3 separate regions of the Sus scrofa genome follow, and regions 1 and 3 are each linked to region 2. The links are chromatin contacts, called in public Hi-C maps. All regions are on one chromosome and are shown on one strand. The core of a region is the stretch at or near the end of the contact, and the rest is flanking DNA. Distances in the headings are between cores, read along the strand shown. Region 1 holds the start of RNF40 (E3 ubiquitin-protein ligase BRE1B). Region 2 holds the start of HIRIP3 (HIRA-interacting protein 3). Region 3 holds the start of FBXL19 (F-box/LRR-repeat protein 19).

Evidence for each region. Hi-C and Micro-C count contacts between places; a contact is called where the count stands out from the background.
Region 1: a Hi-C map of liver shows a contact between it and region 2, with 5 times the contacts expected there. The contact joins the promoter of RNF40 here to the promoter of HIRIP3 in region 2. A contact is called at or near these places in 2 of 47 Hi-C or Micro-C datasets (heart right ventricle and liver).
Region 3: a contact with region 2 is called in a Hi-C map of liver, with 9 times the contacts expected there. The contact joins the promoter of FBXL19 here to the promoter of HIRIP3 in region 2. A contact is called at or near these places in 1 of 5 promoter capture datasets (liver) and 1 of 47 Hi-C or Micro-C datasets (liver).

What each region holds. Positions count from the first base shown.
Region 1 is chr3:17,634,705-17,637,404 of Sscrofa11.1, reverse strand. RNF40 (E3 ubiquitin-protein ligase BRE1B) reads left to right here and starts at 1,415. Exons shown (of 20, transcript XM_021086412.1): 1 at 1,415-1,546; 2 at 1,656-1,858; 3 at 2,244-2,411; 4 at 2,546-2,687. The coding sequence starts at 1,727. It overlaps CCDC189 (coiled-coil domain-containing protein 189), which reads right to left and starts at 1,251. Exons shown (of 8, transcript XM_013992414.2): 1 at 744-1,251; 2 at 410-441; 3 at 16-81. The coding sequence starts at 959.
Region 2 is chr3:18,200,510-18,203,209 of Sscrofa11.1, reverse strand. HIRIP3 (HIRA-interacting protein 3) reads left to right here and starts at 1,303. Exons shown (of 8, transcript XM_021087988.1): 1 at 1,303-1,798; 2 at 1,876-1,996; 3 at 2,119-2,233; 4 at 2,478-2,700. The coding sequence starts at 1,734. INO80E (INO80 complex subunit E) reads right to left here and starts at 1,118. Exons shown (of 6, transcript XM_021088007.1): 1 at 903-1,118; 2 at 671-741; 3 at 422-474. The coding sequence starts at 983.
Region 3 is chr3:17,520,429-17,523,128 of Sscrofa11.1, reverse strand. FBXL19 (F-box/LRR-repeat protein 19) reads left to right here and starts at 1,370. Exons shown (of 12, transcript XM_013987711.2): 1 at 1,370-1,772; 2 at 2,083-2,238.

The DNA.
Region 1 (2,700 bases), core at 166-2,665, 570 kb after region 2:
TACTCCCCGCCATACTCCCTCATCTCCTCCACGTTGGTTGTCTTCTCCAGCCTCTGCATGGAATGGATGTCGAGGTACTTCCTATCATAGGAAAAGAGGGGAAAAGGTGTTGGCCATTATGCATTAGTCTTAGGACAAGGCTATGATGGCTAGAGCGTAGGACTGGGAAGCAAGAGACCTGAGTTAAGAGGTTTGGCTCTTCCACTAACTCGCTGTGTAACTTTATAACAAAGTCACTGAGGCAGCGGGAGACCTGGCTTATAGTCATCTTGGGTAATTGTATCTCTGGGCCTCAGTCTCCTTGTCTGTAAAATGGGAATTCCGTCCTGTTTGACAGGCTCGTAAGGAAGCGCTAAAGGAATAATACAAGTGTGAAGGGTAACTTTCCCTCAAAGCTCTTCACACTCACCATATGCAGATCCGGGGCTGGGGTAGCGGCGGCTGCGGGAGAGAAAGCGGATTGGGAAAGGCAGAGCTGCGTTGTTAGTCCTGGCCCGTGGTTCTTTGCCCTTGGTGAATCTCTGGTGGTCTAACAACGCGATACCTTGCCTTCTCATCTTAAAAACTGTGTACTAGCAATACCGGCGGGCTGGGCTTCGGCGATCCCTAAGTACTATTCATGAGCGTATTGACAAGCAGTTCAAGCCTGCCTCTTCACCAAGGCAGCCCGGGAAACAAACGGCCCCCTGCCTGGGAGCCCTTTTATAAACATTCATGAGCAGACCACTCTGACCTGTCCTCACCGGGAACAAGTTGGCTGCAGGATCTTCATTCGCATCCACTGAGGCCACGGTCCCTGACTCGGTCCGCACTCCTGTTCCCATCCTCTTGGCCGATTCATCCAACGAGCTGAGGTCCTTCTCATGGTCTTTCTCATGTTCTCGCCGCAGTTCGGAGTGCTGGTCCAGCTCCGACCGCCTTTTCAGTCGCCGGAATTGGCTGGATTTCCGGCGGATCATCTGGTCGCTCCTCTGTGTCGCGGGTCCCCACCGTCTTTATCCTGCCTCGGTTCTGGGACAGCCGATCTCGGGCGGCGACTGCCAAGGCCTGGCCCTTATCGACGCTTCAGCCAATCTACGCTGCAGAGAGGCCGGGTACAGCCAATCGGCTGGGGGCGTCCCTCCGTCTCAACGGTGACGGTTGCTAAGGAGGATCCAGTAGGAAGGGAGAAAGTGTACCGTGCTCGCCAAACTGTGAGAAGAGAATGCGCATGCATAATAAGATGCAAACCCCGCCCCGGTGCCCTCTCTTCGAAGTTGTTAATCTGAGGCAGGCGGCGTTATTAGGACTGCGGAGTGGAAGTGTGTTGTCAGTTACCATGGCAACTGCCTACCGGCCAATCACTGAGAGAAAGAGGAGGTGTTCAGAAAGAAACCAAACGGACGCAAGAGGAGGAACAAAGCACAACCAATAGAAACAGGAACTGGAGAAGATTTCGCCACATCCGGCGCTGCCTCTGGCGCCTGCGCTCTGTGCTGGGGGGCGGGGGTGCCCAGTGACGTCCGGTGAAGTCCAAGATGGCGGCGCTAGGCTGATCCTGCTGCTGGTGAGGGGCCCGGGGCCGGCGGGGCGGGGTCCGGCAGCTGTGTGCGGGGGTAGGCTCGTGGCTGCGGACCTCCGTCCCCTTCCCCAGCTCTACTCTCTGTCTTCTGCAGGTGACGGAAGTGCCGAGTCCGCCTGCCTGACGTCCTCGAGAGACCGGGGGCCGCTCCTCGCCGCCGCGGCCATGTCTGGGCCCGGCAACAAACGCGCCGCCGGCGATGGGGGCTCGGGGCCCCCAGAGAAGAAGCTGAACCGCGAGGAGAAGACAACAACAACGCTTATAGAGCCCATTCGTCTTGGGGGCATCTCTTCCACGGTTCGTGGGCTCCTGCCCCAGCCCGCCCAACTTCCCAGAACCGTTTTCCCAGTTCCCCAAGTTTAACCAGATCCACTTTACAGAGCATTCTGTTGAAGGAAACCTAGGACATGACGTCTGCCTTCCCCTCGCAGATAGGCAAACAGGTTCCCAGAGAGCGTGTGACAGACATGTCAGACTTCAGGTAGAAAGAGGCAGGAGCAGAACGTGACGCTCCTTACAAACAAGACGCTTCCTCCGTGGGTGTCTGAGCTTTGTATGTCCTGTTAGCAGTCTGCTCCCCTCTCACATCCGTTCTATCTGCTTTCCTTTGTCTCTTTCTCTGATTGGTTTCTTGGGCCCTTCTTGACCCTCTCTCTCCTCGGCCCCTCTGTTTCCTTGGTAGGAGGAGATGGACCTGAAGGTTCTGCAGTTCAAGAACAAGAAACTAGCAGAGCGATTGGAACAGAGACAGGCTTGTGAAGATGAACTCCGAGAACGAATTGAGAAACTGGAGAAGAGGCAGGCTACAGATGATGCCACACTCCTCATTGTCAATCGCTACTGGGCCCAGGTGAATGCCCCTCTCCTTTACAAGACTGGGCTTTGATCCAGCTGCCAGTTCTCAGACTTCTCTGTTAGAAAGGGAGTATCATGCTAGGAAGCACCTGAGGGATTCCTAACATTTTTGGTGCTTTCTCCTTTCAGCTGGATGAAACTGTGGAAGCCCTTCTCCGACACCATGAGAGCCAGGGGGAGCTGTCTTCAGGGCCAGAGGCGCCTGGGACCCAGGAAGGGCCAACGCGTGATGAGACCCCTCTCACAGAGCCAGGAACATCGGAGCTGAGGGGTAGGGCCAGAAC
Region 2 (2,700 bases), core at 54-2,553:
GTGACGCGGCCGGATCTTTAACCCACTGTGCCACAGCAGGAATGCCTACTTAGCTCTTTACAGAGAACGTTTATCAACCCCTGCTTTATTCCAATCACTACCATATCACCCTGATTTTATGCCTTTCGAATCTAAAACTCTAGTTTATTTCTTTGCTCTCTTATTACACCTAATTACAATACAAATTCCCAGAAGCTTTGTGCATCTCAGTCACCACTGCATTCCCTGTGCAGAGCACAGTGCCTGAAACGAAGTAGATATCCAGTAATACTTGAGTTAACAAACAGGGGAGGTGGAGGGCAAGCAACCAGGCTTAGGAACCACCAGAGGTGTACTGGCCTCCAGTCTAAAAGGAGGGCCCAGTGAGCTGGCTGGAGCGCCAGGAGCATGTCCTCCACCAATTTTCCATGACCCTGCTCACCAGAAGAGTCTTCATCCACGTTCTCGTACTGCAGAAGTCGGTCTAGGAGGAAACTGAGGAAAGAGGCGGGGGGAACAATGAGTGTTTATTCCCATCTCTGCAACGTTCTCTTGAGCCCCCGTCCCTTCGAACTGGCCCCGTCCTCACAACAGTCCCCAGGCAGGCATCATGCATTTGTGGCCCATTCCAGGGTGGGGGCCGAATGTAGATCTACTCTGGTCTCCCTCCTCCCCTCGGAGCCTGTCTCACCTCTTGTCCCGGGACACCTTCAACAATTTTCTCTGTGCCTTCCTCAGTTCCTCCTGGAAGCACTCGTGTTCCTGTATCAAGGGCAAGGTGGATGCTGAGCCACCTGCCATCCGTAAATGGGGCTCGGAAGCCGGCCACAGAGTACCCTGCTCCCTTTACACAGAACTAAACGGACGTCCTACCAGCGCCAGGCCTCACCCCCCTCCACCTTCCCACTCCACCCAGCACTCACGTAGATGAGGAATTTGAGCTTCCGCTTCAGGTTCCGGTATTTCTTCTTGTAGTCCACTTCGCCATCCGCCGGCCCGTTCATGACTGGGTCCGGGAGTGGCGCCCCAAACCTAGTCCGGGGTCCCGCTACCCGAAAGCCGCCTCGGCCCGGCCTCTTCCGCTTCCACTTCCGGAGACTCGGCTAGGCTGTGTTCGCTGGGACTACAACTCCCAGAGTCCACCGCGCCCAGAGATCTTGACCACAGGGGGTGGCTCCGAGGGACCACCGTGAAAGGAGCGTTGTTTCCAGGGGATACGCGGAAGATGGCGCCGCCGCGACGTGAAGACGTCACAGAGATGTCGGCTGCCGAAGGGCTTCCTTACTGACTTGGAATGTGCTTAGCGATTTGAAGCCACAAGACGAATTTCTCCCTGGAATTCCTAGTCTCTAGGTGGGGACGCCCTTTTCTTTCTGTCTTTCGAAAATCACAGAGGCCTAACTGCTGCCCGTGATCACGAACGGAGGCAGCGTCGCAGGTTGATTGCGTTACCCAAAGGTTGCGGGCTGCGAATCGGTTTCTAAGGAAAACTTTCGAAGCGCTTCGTTCTTAAAAAAAAAAAAAAAAAAAAGAGGAAGGAGCTGCGAGACACCCCCCCCCCAAACACACACACTGCCCGGGGAGAGCAAGTTTTGTCTGGTAAAGTTCTCGGTCTAAGCGGCCCGCAACGGACCTTCAACGGTCGCTAGCCTCACGGCTCTACGACTCTGCGCGTGCGCAAGCTCCTGTCAAACGCGTGGACGGAGGCCGGGAAGAAAAAAGGCGGGAGCCACCAGTATTCTGGGTGGAGCAAAATGGCGCGGGAGAATGAGATGCAGGAGTTCACCCGTAGCTTCTTCCGAGGCCGCCCGGACCTCAGGTGCACCGGAGGTTGGCGTTGGGGTTGGAAAGGGCAGGGGCGGGACGGGGACTCTGTCCTGACACGTGTTTCTGCAGCACGCTTACGCACTCCATCGTGCGGCAGAGGTTCTTGGCTCACGCCGGCCGCGACCACCTGGAACCTGAGGAGAAGCAGGCGCTGAAGAGGCTAGTGGAGGAGGAGCTGCTGAAGATGCAGGTGAGGGCGCCAGCCGGGGTCACCAGAGGCGGGGGTTGTGGAGGCGGCGGCGGAGGAGCCTGAGGGGGGCGGGGCCGAAAACAACCTTGGTTCATGTTTTGCCCTCTTGATGCTCCACACAGGTGGATGAAACGGGTGCCAAGGAAGAGAGGCTCGACCTTGCCAAGAAGGCGAAGAGGTCTCCCACCCTCTGCCATGACCGAGAGAGGAAAAGGTTCCGTTTCAATTCAGAGTCAGGTTAGTGCTTTCTACATAGGTGGTCCATTCAAAACGTATTTACTTGTTGCGCGTGAGCTATGCCCCAAGGCCTTAGATGAGGGCGCTGGATGGGTGCGTCAGGCACTAGGAAAAGGGTAGACTGAGCGCTGTCTCCTACTGCCCTTCCGTCTGTCAGAGCAGGATTAGAGGCAGTTTATCCCAAGTGGAGGAAGAAAGTGACAGGAGAAACCTCTCCCAACCTTCTCTTCTCTCCACATTCCAGAGCCCAGCTCTGCAGCCTCCAGCCCAGACTGCTTCAGCCCCCCAGCAAAGAATGAGACGGCAGAAGTCAGTCCCGCTGAGGATGAAAGGCCAAAGCGTGCCTCGAAGAATGCAGTTGAGGAGAGCAGTGATGAGGAAGAACAGCAGAGAGACCTGACTGCAACGATCAGATTAGCAAACGAGGTGGTGAAGGAGAGCAGTGAGGAGGAGGAAGAGGGCTCTGC
Region 3 (2,700 bases), core at 121-2,620, 680 kb after region 2:
GATTCTTTTCTGCTGTGCCACGACAAGAACTCAGTCTTTACATTTTAATGTCAACATAGCTGGATTATAGTATTTTCAACCCCTGTTTTAAGTATACATAAATATCTGCTTATGGCAAAAATGTGAACCTGGAGAGCAGGTTATAAGTGAAAAGTAAACATTTTCCCCCATCTCTGTATGCAGTTTCACTCTGCCATCTCCCCACCCACCCGGTTGTGGGCACAGGCACAGCACCTGGCACTGAGGAGCTCTAAACAGTGTAAGAAATGGTCTTGACTTTCAAGAGTCTTCTTCTTCTTCTTTTTTTTTTTTTTTTTGCTTTTTAGGGCCGAACCCTTGGCACATGGAGGTTCCCAGGCTAGGGGTCTAATCAGAACTACAGCTGCTGGCCTACGTCACAGCTACAGCCACAGCCACAGCAGATCCAAGCCACGCCAGCGACCTACACCACAGCTCACAGCAATGCCAGATCCTTAACCCACTGAGCAAGGCCAGGGATTGAATCCACAGCCTCATGGTTCCTAGTGGGATTCGTTTCCACTGCGCCACTATGGGAGCTCCTCAACAGGCTTCTTTTCACGTCTTAGCTAATAAGTGGGGCCAATAGTGCTTATGTTCGGACTGAAGCAAGCTGGATGGGAGTTGTGTTGATCTGGTGAGTACATGTCTTATCCATAAGAGGCAGCCACTGTTCAGCTTCAGCTATTTCTTGCTCAAGGAAGGCAGACTCACTGTTGCTAGATTTCAAGATTCCAAGTGAAAGCTGAAATGTGTTGTTGCTATGCCAAACTTAACACAAGCATGGGCTGGATTTGATCAGTTTGTGGATGCTGCAGTTGTTCTGAGGATGGGCTATGAAATCTTGGATTTTGAATCTTAGCTCTCTCTATGTACAACTCATCCATTCCCAGTTTCCTCATCTATGACATGGGATTCTCGCTCATAGGGGTCTTATGAGGATCAAATGATGTGCTAAAAGCATGTAATGTATGAGATGGATTTTTTTTTTTTTTCTTTTTACAGCCACACCCGTGGCATATGGAAGTTCCCAGGCTAGGGGTCAAATCGGAGCTACAGCTGCTGACCTACACTACAGCCACAGCAACTTGGGACCCTAGCCGCGGCTGCGACCTATACCACAGCTCATGGCAACATAGGATCCTTAACCCACCGAGTGAGGCTAAGGATTGAACCTGCGTCCTCGTGGATACTAGTACAGTGTGTTATCTCTGAGCCACCATGGGAACTCTGAGATGGACTCTTCATAAAGTTTATAATCTAGGCGAAGAGTCAAATGAATCTCAGATGGGAATTATGCTCAAGAAGGTTTTACTGAGACTGTTGTATTTAAACAGAGACCAGAAGGATGAATAGCTAATGGGGTGCAGCAGCGGGCCAGGTGGAGGGGAAGGGCCTAACAGGCAGAGGGAACAGCCCCAGAGAGATCCCTGAGGCAATCATGCAAGCCAAAAAGAAAGCAGTGAGGATGTAAAGGAGACAATCTCCTGGGAGCCAAGATTTCCTAACTGATAAAGTGTGAGCTAGAGGGAGCCTCAGTTCAGCCTGAGGCAGGTCCCAGCAAATTTAGGACTTCAAGTCACACTGGTCAGCGTTAACTTCCTTGACAGTAAAACCACACCCACCAAGTCTTCCGCCAGGCCCTCTAACCCTCTACTTTCCGACACAGAAGAGAGGGCAGAGCACCGCAGTCTGTCTGCCTTGGGGTCAAAGTGAGTAATTTTCCAGGCAGAGGAGGAAGATTAAGAAGGCAGGTAAGAAAGCACAGAGGTAGGAAGCGGTCCCACCTGCTTGGGTGGCTGAGGTGTTCTGGGCGCGGGTAGGGGCGAAAGGTGGGCAGGGGCTCCAAGACTGGCTGGAGATGGGCCTGGGCAATTTGAGCGCCCACAACTTCAGGTTGGGGAATCTGGACAGTTCGCAGGACCTCAGTCAAATGGAGAATGGGCGCCCCCTGGGAGCAGTACTCGGTAGTGGACACAGGAGGACCCAGATGAGGAGGGGCCTGGGAGGAGGGGGTGCGGCTCAAGATGGGGTAGACAGCCTGCCACAGTTGTCTTCTCACAGGCGCTAACTCCTTCGGGTATGATGAATTCCTGGGATCCCAGAACAGCTGGGCTGGAAGGGACCTCGAAAAGGGAATTGCCAACACATGCCCCGTACCAGGCCCTGAGCCCGGCCTTTTCGTGAACATTGTCTTAACACTTCTAACTCCACTTTGAGGTAGGTATCATTATCCCCACTTTTCAGATGAGAAAAATAGAGGTTTGGTGACTTCCCAAGGAGGGGCGGGGATTTTGTACGACTCCAGAGCCCTTTCCCTGGAGCTCTCACGACTTGGAAGATGCCGATTCTCTGAGGTTTGAGGGAACAAGCATCGGGTGTGAGGCGCGGAAGCTTTCCAGGGGACAACAGCGTGACGGTACTTTGGAAAAGAACCACGCCTCTCTGGTCGCGACAATACTTATTACTGTTGCTTTCCTTTAAGAGCTTCCCCTGAAAGATGAAGTCCTCACCATACGGGGAGGCGGATATTATATATTCCTGGATCGCCAGGACGTCTTTCTCCCTCACTCGCATTGATCCCCACTGGTGACATAAATTACCCTCCCTAATAGCGAGTGAAGGCACCAGACTACATTTCCCGACAGGCCATTCGAAAGGGGGTGGTGGGGAGAGTAGGAA